Regions from separate parts of the Gossypium hirsutum genome. Here region 2 is linked to region 1. A link is a contact called in public Hi-C data. All regions are on one chromosome and are shown on one strand. The core of a region is the stretch at or near the end of the contact, and the rest is flanking DNA. Distances in the headings are between cores, read along the strand shown. Region 1 has its middle 6.3 kb from the start of LOC107962867. Region 2 holds the start of LOC107939997 (bromodomain-containing protein 7).

Evidence for each region. A called contact is a pair of places that touch in the nucleus more often than the background predicts.
Region 2: a Hi-C map of leaf shows a contact between it and region 1, with 2.2 times the contacts expected there. The contact joins the promoter of LOC107939997 here to the enhancer-like site in region 1. A contact is called at or near these places in 11 of 34 Hi-C or Micro-C datasets (anther, callus, fibers and 3 more).

The regions. Positions count from the first base shown.
Region 1 is chrA02:33,416,512-33,420,680 of Gossypium_hirsutum_v2.1, forward strand. No RefSeq gene overlaps it. Among protein-coding and RNA genes, the nearest start is that of LOC107962867, 6.3 kb to the left of the region's middle. Within about 2 kb of position 2,135, at least 3 of the 9 cell types and tissues checked have an H3K27ac peak or open chromatin away from gene starts, as enhancers often do. A contact at or near this core is called in hypocotyl and leaf, where this site is marked.
Region 2 is chrA02:33,590,969-33,595,137 of Gossypium_hirsutum_v2.1, forward strand. LOC107939997 (bromodomain-containing protein 7) reads right to left here and starts at 2,063. Exons shown (of 10, transcript XM_016873409.2): 1 at 1,309-2,063; 2 at 584-620; 3 at 430-508; 4 at 306-351; 5 at 115-213. The coding sequence starts at 1,728.

The sequences.
Region 1 (4,169 bases), core at 885-3,384:
ATAAAAACCATAATTACGTTAGGCAAGGTCAAGCTATTCCAGAGCAATTATCATGTAGCAGTTGAAAAATTTTATCTAACAATTGCATGTAGATATATCTACCCATAGACCTTGAGGACGCCATTGATTCCAAACCATCGGCTACCGGTTACCCTCTCTAAATACATGTGTAACTCGAACCATCCCAAATAGTTGGAATAGATCTTTAATAGCTCATAACATAGCTGAGTGATATTGTTCTATTGAAATTACTTGAATTAAATGAATAGTTGCAATATTATCCATCTTAAGCGCCACCTTTTTTAACCCTAAATTCCAAGCTACTTGCAGCCCCTCAAGAGCACCCCAAAGCTCGAGATTGAGTACAGAATAGTGGAAAATATTTTTTAAAAGACAAACAATCCAATTGCCATGTTGGTCACGGATTAAACCACCAGCTGAAACATTCCTAGACACATTACTAGCAACAGCATCGATATTCAATATTTTTAGAATTGACATTTTATTACATATAAAACAATTTCCATATAATTAAGATAATTAATTTTTTGAATAAATAATCATAATATATTATTTTTGGTATTTTTTATATCCACCTTATGGTGCATGTTTGGGGTTGGGGATTGCAGCTCCCAATAATGATATCTCTAAGGTTTGAACCATTTCATATTGTGAGTGTCATGTATCTTATTACTACACTCAACACTTGTTGATATCATAAAATATTAAATGCATAATATAACACAAAGCGAAATTTGAAATCATTGATGTATAAAAAAATTTCTAAACTCTCCATATAGGATTTTTTTTTCTTTGTAAATATTATATAGTTTTTGTATATCATTTGACATCTAAGTTTGACACTTCTCTTAATGTGACACTTATGTTTTTCTTTTGTCCAATGTGATACCTATACTTGGACAAAGTTATACATTTTGATACTCACGAATAATGATATTAACTTTTAGTGTTTAATTCACTTTTTAAGGTTGATTTGATGAAATTTGATGAGAATTAATCACTAATATTATAAGGTCTAAATTTTCATGATTGTGTTAATAGAATAAAATTAGTATTAATTGTGAATTTTTTAAATTTTGTGTTTAATTTGTTAAATACACTAAGGTGACTATGGTTTTTCTTTAATTTGAAGAAAGTTGATTGCTAATATTATTAGTAAATTATAAATTTTTATTAAATCAACTCAAAAATTTGAATTAAATATTAAAAAGTTAACACTATTACTTTTAAAAACTAAAATATATATTTTTTAGCAAATATAAACATCACATTAGAAAAAAAAAAACACAAATATCATATTAAAATGATGTCAAATATAAATACAAACTAATGTATTAACTATTAAGTCTATTATATATAAATAAATATAATATAAGCAAATTGAATGCATATAATCAATTAACAATGATCCATCTATGATTACGATGATGTGACCTGTTTTTCTTTACCTTCTCAAAAATGGGTGCCTCTTTTCTTAATAAAGCAAACTAAATGCAATCAAGTAACCATTTATTTTTGGAAGAAAAATGCATGCAATTAATTAACAATAGAATGCATTAGGTAAAGATAAAAATAGAGGGAAACAATGAGTCGTAAACATATATTATATATACCTAGAATGATTTATTTCACAATTCAATTTTATAAAAAGGTATTTTAATTTTTTTATTTTTTATTTTTATTTTTTACTTGTTAAACTTATAGTGTTTATTAAATCATTTTAAAATAGAAAAAAAATATTAACATTTGTTAATTTTACTAATGTGACATACAAGTAGATTATCATGTGGATACTACATCAATAATTAATTATTTTTTAAAATTTCAAAAGTATTTTAATTATAAAAAAGTATAAAAATTATAAAAATCTTTTTAAATTTTAAAAAATTAATTAATTACTAATATGGTATACTCCTGGTTAATAAACAAACATTAACTTTTTTATCTATTTTGAAACAATTTATCATATAATACAAAATCAAAGTCTAAAAAATAATAAATAATAAATAAAAGACTAAAATAACTTTTTTATATAAAATTAGAGAGTTGTAATCAACAAGGGCCTACCATTTCATACGAGTACTTAAACAAGGAACTATACTTGGGTTGGTAGTTTGGAGTAGGTGAGGGTATCCACTAGCCAACCCAAGACCCGGTCTAACTAGACTAGTTCCATCTTTATTATTAATTAATTTATTAACTACATTCTAATACTAGCAAAATTAATTAATCTATACCAAAGGTGTCAAGGATTTTCCTCATACCGACACATAGCACACACCTTCTATGCTTCTTTCCTCTTCTTCTTTTTTTTTTTTTTCACATTTTATAAAAGTGGTAAATTTTAAGTTTTGATTCTTAACTTTAATTTCTACCATAATTTTATTTCTATATTTTATAATATAATTAATTAGTTCAAATAGTTAATATTGTTAATTTTTCATTTAAAATGTTACGTGGTTCCATATAAATTAAAAATAATAAATTTAAAAAGTAAAAGGAAAATTTTCTTAAAAATAAAAATAAAATGACTAAATTCCAAATGTACGAAATGTATGGACTTAAATTCATATTTATTTGAATCAATCAATGTATCAGTTCGAAGAGAAGTATCAAATCAATTGACCCACAAATCAATACAGGCCGATTGAACCAAGTTACAAAGCAAATTGAGCTGGTTTTTTATTTTTAAAATATTTCTTTCTTTTTTAATATTTATTCAATCGAATCATATGAACTAGATGCCTAACCGATTCGACTACTGATTTAGTTTTGAAAATTTTACTTAGAGCATATTTTAATTTATAAAATTTTACTTTATAATTTGATATAAACAAATAATCGCTAACCATCATATATCATACTAATTAAAATTTTAAAGTTGGTAAGAGGGATGTATGGATTTTTAGTTTCTACAAGAATATATATTCAAAAGTTTGCGTTCATCAGCAAAATATTAGAAAATGGAATATAATTATATTCTAATTAAATCAATCACAAATATTAAAATAATAAGTAATTGTAAACACAACGCAAAATTATGTAATTAAAAACTTACAAAAAAATATTAACTAAAATAAAGTTAAATTTATCAAATAAACATTAAACAATAAATAAAATATCTATTGAAAAATTAATATCATTTGAAATCTTTCAAATTTCTTTGTAATGATTTAAATCTAGACTATTTTTCGGAAGGAAAACAATCAAGAATAAGCTACAATTTAGGGTTTATCTATATTATCTCCTTAAACAGGTAAATATTATAGTTGGTTATGGGACAATCATTGCAACTGACAACAAAAGCAAATCAGTAATATCTCGCAGAAATGTCCACTGGAAGTTAAAACTTTTACGGGTTGACATATGCTCGCTACTACAACAAGTGTATCTTACAATTCAACGTGGACATCATCTAATGGAACACTTTATTTGGGGAGCAACGACATAAACATCAAAAATTGATTCTGATATTTATTGACATTAATGTTTATTATTATTTTGTCCTCGCACCAAAAAAAAAAATTTATTGTTTTTTTAAATAACTTCCAATGAATTAAGTCGAAAAGCCTTTTGTAAATGTAAAAATCAATTAAAAAATAATAATCATTTTTATTATAATAGAAATGTATTTTATTTTATGCAAAAAAATTAAAAGTGAGAAAAAAATTTTACTATTATATAGACAATTTTTTTAACTCATACATATTGGTATAATTTTTATTTTAATTTTCTAATGAATTAATTTAGAAATATTAATTGCAACACAATATCTAGCAATGATGTATATAAATTGTTTAATAATTTTTCCTTTAATATGTAAAATTTATAATACTTAAAAAATAGGGGATCATGTATCGTTGGAATCCTAGGTTAGTTTGAATCTCATACGGCCAAGAATTCTCCACACGACATGCCATACGGCCGTGTCCCTTCTGTAAGTTAATTTTGCAAATGCCACACAACCTTAGTCTACTACATGGTTGTGTAACCTTCCACACGGTCTATAGCATTTCAAACAACTTGGCCACACGGCTGTGTGACCCTTGTTTTTAAGATTTTACAGTTTTGCCTAAAATTTTATGATTTCATTAGTTTAGTCTCAGAATAGCCCTCAAACTATTTTTAGAGTTTTATTTCTTCAATTC
Region 2 (4,169 bases), core at 813-3,312, 170 kb after region 1:
AAAAATCCAGAAAATATACTTAATCAGCAACAACCAGCCAGTCATGTACACCTTGTACCAGGGTAGATAGATAACATTATCCATATTAGCAAAGTGAAGTCTAGCAAAACAAACCTCAAATTGTTCCAAGGTTGTATAAGCTCCCCCATCAAGTTTTTTCCTGACCGTCGAAAAGTCCATTGGGTTTGCGACAATGTCACAGTAATCAGGAAGCTGTATTGAGATCAATCCAACATGATCACATGAAATGGGATTTCACTTTTCAGTAATCGACATTTTATTCAAGAACGAAAAAGAGAATGAACCTCTTTGAGATCAACTGGCTCAGAGAAAACCCCGTAAGTGTCCTTCCTGCAAGTAGTAGATAAATCTCATAAAAAAATAGGATAAAAGAAAAAGGATAATTGAAGAACCGAAAATAACAGATACTTTTGAAGCCTGTCAAGAATGAACAGCAACAACTTTTTGTCTGGCAAAGGTGTCGTGGGGCCAAACTCCACCGGTGACCCTGTCCACATAAAAATAACATAAATTTAAGAATTCCCATAAATGCCTTTTCATGAAAGTCGGGATTGATTTTTACCATGAAGTGTGTGCGTAGTTTTGGATACTTTTTCTCCCTGCAAACAAGACAAACATATTTAACACCCCAAATAGAAACTACAGATGGAGATTGTTTGCCTTGTTCATTGAAGAATTGGTGATGAAAAGTAGCATTAAAAAGCTACAACAAAGCAAAGCTAAGTACAAGAGAGCAGAAATTAAAGGGGGAAAAAAGTAGAACTATTCTTTTGTTTTTGATAAGCGAATTATTCTTAATATTAAAGAAAAGACAAATTGAAGCTTTTGGGTCTTCAGACATGATGGTCTGTGCATATCTTATTCTGCACATAAATAAAGGCCAGATAAATACAAGATAATAAAGAATAAAATTTGTAAAATTAGGAAATAAAGAAGATTTTCAACACAAATTCAGGTTTTCCGAAAATAAAGAAAAAAAAAGAGTAAGATAAATATCAAATAACCAAAAAAGAAAAAAGAAAAGCACATTTCACGACTTAGTCAAACCTGTCCAATGTCCATAATCTCCGATCCAATCACAAGAATTCAATTCACGCGCGAAATCCAAAAGTTCAATTTCAAAAAGGAAATAAATAAAAATATCCAAACAAAGTATAGGAAAATCTCTCTTTTTCTTTTCTTTTTTTCGTTCTTGTTTTGTCTGTTTTTGTTTCAAAAGACATCACTTCCAAAAACCCACAAAAAGCTATTTTGATTTTTTATATATATTCATGGATAACTAATCACCATTTGATCAGATCCTGGACTGAGGGTGGTAACTTTTCGTCGCTTGAGGGATGCCTTGGGATCGCCACCATCCGCGTTCGAATCGGAACCGCAGGAGGCCGAATTGTGAGCCGAAGGAATCGGATAATGGTGATGATTACGAGAAGAATTGAGGCCGAGCAATAGCTTATGCTTCTTCTGTTGGCGCTCGTCATCGTCATCATCATCATCATCACCATCTCCTCCAGCAATCCAATCGGGAATTGGGGAGCCTCCGTGGAGATTGGGGTTCCGGCGAGCGGATCGACGGCTGGAATTGGTAGAAGAAATAGTGTTTAGGACATTTGGGGGGTTTTGTTGAAGCGCTTGCTGCTGTTGATGTTGTTTGAGAGAGCGTTTCTGGATTTCTAAGAGGGAGGGTCTTCCCTTCTTCCTCTTCATTGTCTCTGCTGCTATCTCTCCTCCAATCTCATTACTGTATTCTTTTTTTTTTCTTGCCCTTTATTATTTTTGTTATTTTTTAATGGAAATATTGATTTTTTTTTTCTTTGATGGAGTAGGGGAGTGGAATCGCTGGGATAGGATGCCGGCGTGGAGGGAAAGTCACGTGAAATGGATGGGATGTGCCCCACTCTCACGTGACACGAATTTGAGTCTTTATTATTAGACTGTATTGCATGCATGTACATTAAATTTGTAATCTTTTTTTATAATATTAATCTTTCACTAAATCACCTAAAAAGGCCTATTTCTAAGTAAATTTATGAAAATAGCCGATTACAACATTATTACCGAAAATGACTATTTTTGGCAAAACACACCTACGTGGCCGCGTTTAAGGGAGAAAGTGCCAGCAAAGCGCATCCCCAAGGGAGCGTTTTTTGCCACGTCAGCAAAACACTCCCTTGGGGGCGCGCTTTGCTGGCAAATTTTCAACCCCAACGATTAAATTTTTTTGACCGTTGGGAGTTCTAACGGTAAAACAAAAATTATAAAAACCCCCTCCTCTCTTATTATTTTCTCACAAAATTTCTTAATAATTTAGCAAAAATTATCTACAATTTCTCCCTAAAGCTCTCAAATTTCTTATTAAATTTCTCAAAGCTCTTTGTAACTAGTTATTTACTTTTATTTTTTCCTAAATTAGTATTTTTTTTATAATTTCAAAAATATTTGATCGTGTTAGCAATAGTCAGAGAATTAATTCGTCTCGATTATAAACATATCTCCGTCGAACAAATGAAAATGGTAACAGTTTATTTTAATTTGTGAATATTATTTAATATTTTTTCATTTATGTAATTTTAATTAATTTTTATTTTATAATTTTTTATAACAGCCTGTAGATCGGGTGTTACAATATTATATTCATAACATGTCTGGTCAGCCATCACCGTTGATAGAAAATTACTTGAGGGAAGTGGGTTTTTAGCACGCGGCCATTATAGGCCAAAGGTGCAAGTTGGACCCGAAACTCATCAACGCATTAATAGAGAGGTGGATGCCAGAGACGCATACATTCCATCTTCCATGCGGAGAGTGTACTATCACTTTGGAGGACGTCCAAATACAATTAGGATTGCCGGTGGATGGGGCCGCACTCACCAGGTCCATTCAATCTGCTGACTGGGGAGTCATATGCTACGATCTTTTGGGTGCGATTCCAGATAATTTTTACGGAGGTCGGATTGAGATGAGCTGGTTACGAGACACATTCCCAGATCTGGAGAATGATTCGACTAAATTAGAAAGAATACGATATGCTCGGGCATACATCCTTGAGATGATTGGAGGTTATCTGATTCCAGACTTGTCACGAAACCTTGTATATTTGAGGTGTCTACGATTTTAGAGTAGCTGGCGAACTTAGTTAGGGGTCTGTTGTGTTGGCAACATTGTACCGAGAGATGTACGGGGCGACGCCACCAAATAAAGCAAAAATTGGAGGTTGTCTATCACTACTACAGTCATGGGCTCAATTTCGCTTTCCATTCTTACGTCCTCGAGTGAACCACCCATATACATTCCCACTCATAACAAGGTAAAATTTTTATTTGATTTTACAATTATTCCATAGATTTAAAATAAAATTGTATGCTGAAAATTTATTTAATTAGGTGGAACCACCCGGCGAGTTATGTTGGAATACCTACCACTCTTAAAGATATACGGCTTCTATTAGACCAACGGTCGAAAGCGTAAGTAAGTATTAAATAAAATATATATACATAAAATAGTCGTTTCATAAAATAGTCGTTTCATCTTTAGTATTTAGTATTTAGTATTTAGTATTATGTATATAACTAATATTTTTATCTCGTTCACATAGTTTCAATGGACACCATATGAGGATCCGGTAATACGGGCAGTAATTTCGAATGAATTATTTCAAAATCCGAACATTTAGCATGTTAAGGTCCCATTGGTCAACTATGCTATTGTCAAGATGCACCAGATGGATAGAGTGTTACGACAATTTAAATTCCGACAACCGATTCCTGAGGAACCTAAGGTGCTCGATGACCAGCACAGAATCAACTTACGGCAAACGAATACGAATTGGTCGTTATTTTGGTCTGAATATATCGAAATTTGGAAAAATTGTTATGACCATATACCTAATCGTGAATTGATCATCGTCCCAGAGTTAGTGTGCACCCCGGATGACATGCCATGGTTTAGGATCCATGGCAAGTCATATTTGCTATCAGAAGAGCAGAGGCATTGGCAAATCCGTGTGGAAAGAGAACGATGAGGCCTTTTAAATCCAAGGATAAGGGATGACAGCAACGGCCCATCAACAGCATCCACACAATCACCGGGCCCAATGCCTCAACCTACGACACCCACATCATAGCCCTTTCAGATTATGCCAGGTGCGT